Regions from separate parts of the Mus musculus genome. Here all the other regions are linked to region 1. Evidence: chromatin contacts called from public promoter capture Hi-C data. All regions are on one chromosome and are shown on one strand. Each heading gives the region's core, a stretch centred on a gene start, on an enhancer-like site or on the middle of the called end of the contact. The rest is flanking DNA. Distances are from core to core; before and after follow the strand shown.

What was found. Promoter capture Hi-C pulls out the DNA fragments that hold promoters and counts their contacts.
Region 2: a promoter capture Hi-C map of cranial neural crest shows a contact between it and region 1. The contact joins the promoter of Ammecr1 here to the promoter of Prps1 in region 1. A contact is called at or near these places in 2 of 39 promoter capture datasets (cranial neural crest and pre-B cells).
Region 3: a contact with region 1 is called in a promoter capture Hi-C map of pre-B cells. The contact joins the promoter of Tmem164 here to the promoter of Prps1 in region 1.

What each region holds. Positions count from the first base shown.
Region 1 is chrX:140,455,341-140,457,874 of GRCm38.p6, reverse strand. It overlaps Prps1 (phosphoribosyl pyrophosphate synthetase 1), which reads right to left and starts at 1,272. Exons shown (of 7, transcript NM_021463.4): 1 at 1,012-1,272. The coding sequence starts at 1,133.
Region 2 is chrX:142,965,465-142,967,998 of GRCm38.p6, reverse strand. It overlaps Ammecr1 (Alport syndrome, mental retardation, midface hypoplasia and elliptocytosis chromosomal region gene 1), which reads left to right and starts at 1,273. Exons shown (of 6, transcript NM_019496.4): 1 at 1,273-1,791. The coding sequence starts at 1,286.
Region 3 is chrX:142,680,462-142,682,995 of GRCm38.p6, reverse strand. Tmem164 (transmembrane protein 164) reads right to left here and starts at 1,270. Exons shown (of 7, transcript NM_001199360.1): 1 at 1,057-1,270; 2 at 47-705. The coding sequence starts at 433.

The sequences.
Region 1 (2,534 bases), core at 23-2,522:
TGCAGACTAGGCTTGCTTCAAACTTGCTTCTCCTGCTCTTGCCTAGTGGCATGCGACAGCACACCAGTGCTGGGCCACGAGTTTTATAGCAGAGCACCAAAAAGACGACATTCAAATTTCCCTTTGCTGTTTGAGCTAGCTCTTCCACTGCGTTATTATTTTGTCACTGAACACTCACGTGTAAGTCGTTCCCTAAATCCTCACGCATTTAACACTAAGAAGTGGCTACAATGGAGGAGGGGCGGAGTGCTTGTATTATTATGTCTGCCAGTAGCGGAATTGGAAACCGTCAAAAATTCGAATTCTACAACTAAGGTTTCCCTATTTTTTTGGGATGACTTAAGCTGAGATGTCGAAGATCAAGGATGTTGAGCTCAAAGCAACCACTTTACCCCATCTACTGAATTTAACTTAAGGGTGGTTTGATTCCTCGACAGACAGGATAGGAAAAGCCGACACCGTGCCAGTCTAAGGGAACGTGGTAACGTTTTCGCGCCCTCAGAACACAATGTTTCCCAAGACCAAACCAGAACGCTACCATTTCCAACCAAAAAGCTTTTCAAATCTAGGAAAAAGACCACGATGGGGCTCAGAACGCCATAGGTTCTCTGATGTACACCAGTCGACGCGCGGAAAGTGAACCGAATCCAATCTACTGGCTCCACAGTGAAGCGACAAGCCACGTGTCCCCATGCCCAAAGCTAAGCGCCCGTACACCTCCAGACATTCCAGGAGGCCATTACCCCCCGACATTAGATCCTCCATCCCCAACCCCCAAACGTAGCGGCCTCAGCTCCCATCTCCATCTTGGCTCCACCTAACCGCGCGCAGCGAGGATGAACGCGACCCTCTCGGGAGGTAAAATAACGGAACAACCCGCGAGGCAAGCTAACCTCTGCTGCCCCTTTCTGCCCATCCTCTGCTGCCAGGAAATCCCACGGCCGCTCCATCCCCCGAGTTGCCATGGCCTGGGCAGGTCAGGTACACTCAAGGTACCAATTGCGTCCTTACCAGGTCTCCTGGTTGCTGAATTTCTTAGTCACCACCTTGCCTAGCTCAAGGCCCAGGCGGTCAGCGATTTTCTGGGATAAGTCCTGGTGGGAGCTCCCGCTGAAGATTTTGATATTCGGCATCTTGGGTAACTACCTCAACGTGCTCAGTGGTCGCCGCCGCCGCCGCTGCCAACACGGGAACGGAAGTCAGCAGGCAGTCTGAACACCAACAGTACCGCGTTGCTACTCCGCCATCTTACATTCCCGCCCAGCGCGCGGCATTAAATTGCCCAGGGGGCGGGATTACAAAGGAAGTTCTCCACCCAGCCTTTTCTGATTGGTTGGACGGGTGTGAGGGGCGGAGTCTTCCGGTAATGTTGCCGCCCAACCACTCTCTGGTAATTTGTTCAGAGGCGTGAAACGGGTTAAATTAAAGCACTTTTTACATCACAAAGATAGCCACAACGCAGGCGCATCGCAGGCAAAGGGCTTGTTTACCAACTCTAAATACCAAGTGTACTTTCTACCTGGAAGGCAAGCCCTAGGGGAAAGTGACTGAAGGTGAGTCACCCTGGGACAATGCGAGAGAAAGTTAATGTTTTGTCCTTATCACTGGATTCTAGTTTGCTCAATTAGAGAAGGAGTGTGGCTTTCCCCAAATATCTGGGTGATAAAATTATGATTAGCTAAAGATTGGAAGAAGAAAAAGTAAAGTATTATCCATGAAGAACCCTGAAAGAATCAGCATAGTGTTTAAGTCTGCCACAATTACAAGGTAATCTGGCTAACCTAGCCTTTTACACACGCTAACTGGACCAGTGCAAACTTGTGCAAACTAGTGCAGACTCTGTTTTAACAGTATTCCAGACAGCCATGAATTAGATGTAAAGGAAGAGTCACACAATTTTAGAATAAAAAAAAAATCAGTACCAAGGTGGCATACACCTTTAATCCTAGTATTCTGGAGGAGGCAGGCAGGCAGATCTATGTCAGTTCTAAGCCAGACTGATGTACAAAGGGAGTTCAGGGCCACCAGAGATATATAGTGAGATCTTGTCTCAAAGCAGCAACAATCAACAAAACCAAAATCATGACTACCAGGTATGGTGGTACATGCTTATCATCTTAACACTAAGGAGACTTAGTCAGGGGGGATCATGAGTCCCAAGCTAGCCTCGTACACACAATGTGACTCTGAGCCAGGCGTGGTGGCTCACACCTTTAATTTCAGCACTCTGGAGGCAAAGTGAGATCCAGGACAGCCAAGGAGATACAGAGAAATCCTGTCTCTAGGATTAAAGGCATGCAGCATCACTGCCCAGCCAGGCTTTGACAGCTGGGCACATTGGAATTATCAGCACTTATGAATTGGGCTTATCTCTATGAGTTCGAAGCCAGTCTTGTCTAGTGAGTTCCAGAACAGCTAGAGCTACATAGAGAGCCCCCTGCTCTCTCTGTATTGTTGCTCTTAAAATTGTCCGGCAAGGAGCTAACCCAAACCACTTTGGGGACTGAAGAGATGGCTCAGCGGTTCAGAACAAG
Region 2 (2,534 bases), core at 24-2,523, 2.5 Mb before region 1:
CAGACTCCTGACTTTGGGGGGGGGGGTATTTTGACACCATGTAGACACAATGGAGATCAGTTATTTTCTACTTGGTTTATTTTTAAATGAATTTTTACAGCTGGCTATTGTCATTTTACAGCCCCTTCTTAAGTGCCCAAAACAGGACTGACTCAATCATACACCTCCCCATTCATTCAAAGAGTTTTGAGACAATTTCTTAAAACTGAGAATTAAGAATTGTCTCATTATACATCTGAACAAAATCTTCTAACTTGCAACTAAAGTGACACTACCTGACTTATATATTTATCTCCAAGGTCTGGACATTGCACTTATATTTCGAATCTCTTTGTTTTCGAATCTCTTTGTTTTCGAGTTCCAAACCCGAAAAGCCCATGGCTGTAAGTCTGAAAACACAAGGAACATCTTTGATTCTGTGGGGTGTTTGTGAGGCACGTATTTATATATGTATTCTTGCTTTTTAATGGTCTCTCTGGACTACGAGGAGAAGATGGAGGGATATACAAGATATACACATTGAATTGGACTTTAATATTTGTCAATTAGAAAGATTAAAGTTTTGCATTTTTTTAGCAAAATCTCAGAAAAACTGTGGTGTCTGGCTAGGTTAGCGTTAAAGACACTGTCGTGTGGCCATTTCCCGGATGGCTTTTACAGTGGCTGTCTCAGGTGTGGAGCTCCAAGGAGCACCTGCTTGCTCACACTCTTAACAGTTCAGAACCAGTGTATTTGAGGCCGGGTGGCTCAGGTTCCACCTAACTGGGCTCGAGTGTCACTAACACTACATGCAATGGGGTATCACCAAGGTGCGCTTTGGAACTTGGATGCTTATTTCAGACTTTCTCCTTTCTTTCCCCCTTTCACTAGTTTCTGTCCCCCTGCTTCTTCTTGGAGCTCGCCCATCTCCTCTTCTTCCTCCCACTCCTCCAAGTCTTGTTCTCTCTCTCTCTCTTTTTTCTTTTTTTTTTTTTTTTTTGCCTTTCCCTTCGCTTTTCCGCCTTCCATCCTCCGCCAGGAACCCGGCTCCCAGGAGGCGCGAGTCGGGCGGGACCCACCGTAGGCGCCAAGCCACCAAAGCTCGTGGCGCGCGCCGCAGGCGGGGGCGCGAGCACGCCCGAGAGCCTTGGCGGGGCTGGGCAGCCCGGGCCGCCGAGCCGCGTGTGCGCGCAGACCGCGAGCCCCCGGCGCGCCCCCGGCGGCCGGGGCCGCAGCGTGCTCGCCCCCGCCGCCAGCTCGCCTCACTTATGGGTCGGAAGCGCTGCGTGGGGGAGACTGTTCCAAGATGGCGGCGGGTTGCTGTGGGGTGAAGAAGCAGAAACTGTCCAGTTCGCCCCCCTCCGGCTCGGGTGGTGGTGGTGGCGCCTCCTCCTCCTCTCACTGCAGCGGGGAGAGCCAGTGCCGAGCCGGGGAGCTGGGACTAGGAGGCGCCGGGACGCGGCTCAACGGACTGGGCGGGCTGAGCGGCGGCGGCGGCAGCGGCGGCGGCGGTGGCTGTCCCCTCTCTCCCCCTCAGGGCTGCGGCGGCGGCGGCGGCGGCGGCGGCGGCGGCGGCAGCGGCAGCGGCGGCGGGGGCATCTCGCTGTCTCCACCTCTGAGCTGCGGAGTGGGAACCCTACTTTCTACTCCGGCCGCCGCCACCGCCTCCTCGCCGTCCTCCTCGTCCTCATCCCCCGGCTCCCGGAAGATGGTGGTGTCAGCGGAGATGTGCTGCTTCTGCTTCGATGTGCTCTACTGTCACCTGTACGGATACCAGCAGCCCCGGACCCCCCGCTTCACCAACGAGCCCTAGTGAGTACCGCGCTCCCCGTCGCCCTCTTCCCCCGGGCTCGGGATGGGGCTCAGAGTTGAGGCAAAGTGTAAGTCCTCCGCCTCCTGTTCGCGGGTGCCCCTCTGTCCCTCCTGCCTCTAGGGTCCCCAGAGTCGCCCGACCCGTGGGGGGCCCTCGGCGCTCCTCTGCTCCACGAGGAGAGCACCCTACCCTCGGAGCAGGGGGCTGCTTTGCCAGCCATGGCCCCCCTGGCTTCCAGACTGCTCCCGCTTCCTCTTTGCGCTAACTTCCAGGAGTTTTGCCCCTTCCCTTCGATCCTTTCTACCCCTCACCCTCCACCCCACCAGCGTCTGGGGCGATCTGGATCACTGTCGGTACCGACCTCTCCTCACTTTACTCGCCATTGCCCCACGTGAAAGCCCCGCCAGTATTCCCGCCCCGCGTACCTTGCACATGGAGAGCTACTATCCCATTGCAGGGTGAAAAATAGCAGTGATCTAACTTCTATTCTGCTAGTGATGGAACTTAGCTCTCGATCTCCAGGGAGGTTGCCCATCTTTTCCTCCGGGTTTCCCTGTTCCTCGGGGAGGGGAGAGGTTTCTTAAAACACCTTTTGCCTTACTACCTATTTTTATCTGAACGTACCCATTAAAATGCATTTCTAGTGAAGCTAGCGCACCACCTCACAGTTGAGAGTGAGACCTTTTTTTTTTTTCCCTCTTCCTTCTTCATTCCAGTGTCTTGGTATAGCACATTCAAAGAA
Region 3 (2,534 bases), core at 21-2,520, 2.2 Mb before region 1:
TGACTCTTATCACTTAGGCTGCCCAGGAAAAAGTCAACAGACTCACATGCATCATGGTGACCAGGTGACAAGGGTTGAGCAGGTAGATGACGGTCTTGGTGGCGAACTTAAAGCCCACCTCCACCCCGAAGATCAGGCACAGGGCTACTAAGAGCAGATTCTTGCTCAGGCTCTCCTTGCCTTCCTCTGGCCGCTGGGTCACCTGCTGTGGCTGGCTGCTACGGCCACCCCTACCGTCCTCCTTCTGCCTCAGGATGTGCCGCAGGGCCACCAGGATCTCCAACAGGGCCAGGGTCAGGACCACCACACTTTCCAGCAGCCGCTGCTGCCAAGACAGGAAGGCAGCACAGTCGGGGCCCCCATTGCCTGCAAAACTGGGGTCGACGCCCCCATAGAGCCAGTCCAGGAGACTTTGGTAGCTATACCGGGACATGATGCAAAGTGGCTCCACTTGACTACGGTACAGGAAGCAAGAGCGAGATGGAACACGAGACCGAAGGGTTGCCCGGGCGGTGGAACATGTAAGGAGGGCACACCCGCACCCCCCTCTGGACACTGGGGCACCTAGAACAGGGGAGGGAAAGCTACACGCGAGGCCCGGGATAAAGTGCTGGCTCTAACTTGTCCCCACGGCTGTCTGGGGAGCCCCCCGCGCTTCTCCAGTGGCCACCAACGAGGCAGGGTTGAAAGGAGCCGTTGGCCAATCTAAAAGGAAGGAGAGGAAAAAAAGGTCTCAAAGAGGCAATTGCACGGGAATTAACGAAGCGGGGAGGGGTAACTAGTGAGGGAAGAAAAGGGGAACGGGAGTGGTGGCCAAGCAAGCACGGGTGAAGGCAAGTTGGAGGCCAAGAGGGTCAGGACTGGGACCTAGGGGGCCCGGCACTAGGCACTGCCGAGGGAGCCAAGCGGGAGGCAGAAGGGGGTGAGAGAGAGAGGGGACACGCGGAGGCTAGGAGAGAAGCTAGCAGGGCTGGGCAGGCGGGGAGGGCGACGGGGAGGGCAGGGACGCCGGACTCCTCGTCTCAGCCACTCCACGAGAGGGGGGGGGGGTCTTACTCCTGCAACCGCGTGGCCGTCTCTGCCCCCAGCTAGCAACTTCGCCGCCGACGGGGCCCCCTCTCCAGCCAATTTAGAGCAGTCCCGGTCCAGCCTCCCGCCCCTGGGTACACCCCCGAACCCCCAGCTCCACCCCCCCTGGCCCCTCACGCCCGCCCTCCGGGCCAGCGCCACCCTCAGCCCTCCGCCTGCTCCGGACCAGCCCCCCAGGCGCAGGCGGGCGGCGGGAGGAAGCCGAGAGGGAGGGCGGGGACGCGGGGCCAGCCAGGGGCCGGGCCATGGGGCCGCCACCCTCCGCCCCGCCGCCACCGCTCCATCTTCCCGCTCCTCCTCGTCCGGCCCCCCGAGGACTGGCCGCCGAGTCCCCCTGGGGCTCCACTCACCCGCTGCTCGGCTCCGCTGCCCGGGCTCCACCGAACTCTCCGTCTCCCCTCACTCCCCGCAGCCCCAGGCGGCACTCGGCTGGGCTCCCCAGGCGGCCGCAGCAGCAGCAGCAGCCGCCACCGCCGCCGCTCCGGCTCCTCCTCCTTGCCTTCCTCCCCCGGCAGCCGCCGCTCGCTTCCTCCGGTTTCCCCTCCCTCTCTCCACCCCCTCGTCGCCAACTCCCTCCACCTTCGGCCCTCCTCCCGTCCACTTCACCCCCTCCCTACACACACACACACACACACACACTCCTCCGATCCACTTCACTCCCTCCCTACACACACACATACACACACACACACACACACATACACACGTCTTCAAGCCACCACTGCCCCGCCTCGCAGCCTTCCCTCCACAGCCTACCCACTTCGTCCTCGCTTCCCACCTCCTGCCCTGCTTCCTCTCTGCTCCCCACCCCACCCCACCCCACCCCCGCCCCCACCCTGCTACCCTCGGAGGCCCCATCCCCGCCTCTTTCCTCCTCCTTCTCCAGCCTGGTCTTCTGCACTCCAAGCGTGCACTCGCGCACAGTTTTGCTCTTTCGCCACTGTGACTGAATTCACCTCCCCACCTAAGCCTGGCGGACTAACTCCTCCGTTGACCTGGTTCTCGGGCCACTACTTTGCATACCTGACCACATACTGGGCACTCAGCCGGTCCTCGCTAACTTCTAGGAGTAAGGCTGTGAAACTGATGGACAGGCTTTAGCTTGGGGAGTGTGCTGAGTATGGACTTCCTGCTTCCTCCCTTCGGCCTTGAAATGGGAGATTCAAAAAAAAAAAAAAAAAAAGACCATAAAAGTATTGCTCACCTTCTTGTCACAGCCTCACTTTCTTCTTGAGTGCCTAAATTTGAGGATTTCTCCTCGGACTCCTTCTAACCCAGCTCTGATGCTTTTCTCTCTCTCCCCCCTCCCCCCACCCTACACAAACCTTGCTGGCTCTCTCCCTCCTTCCCTCCTGCCGTCCTTCTTCCTCTCCGCCCCCTTCCGACCACAGCGAACCTTCAGTGATAGACTTGGTGGAGGAAAAGAAGATTCTCCTGACCTCTTT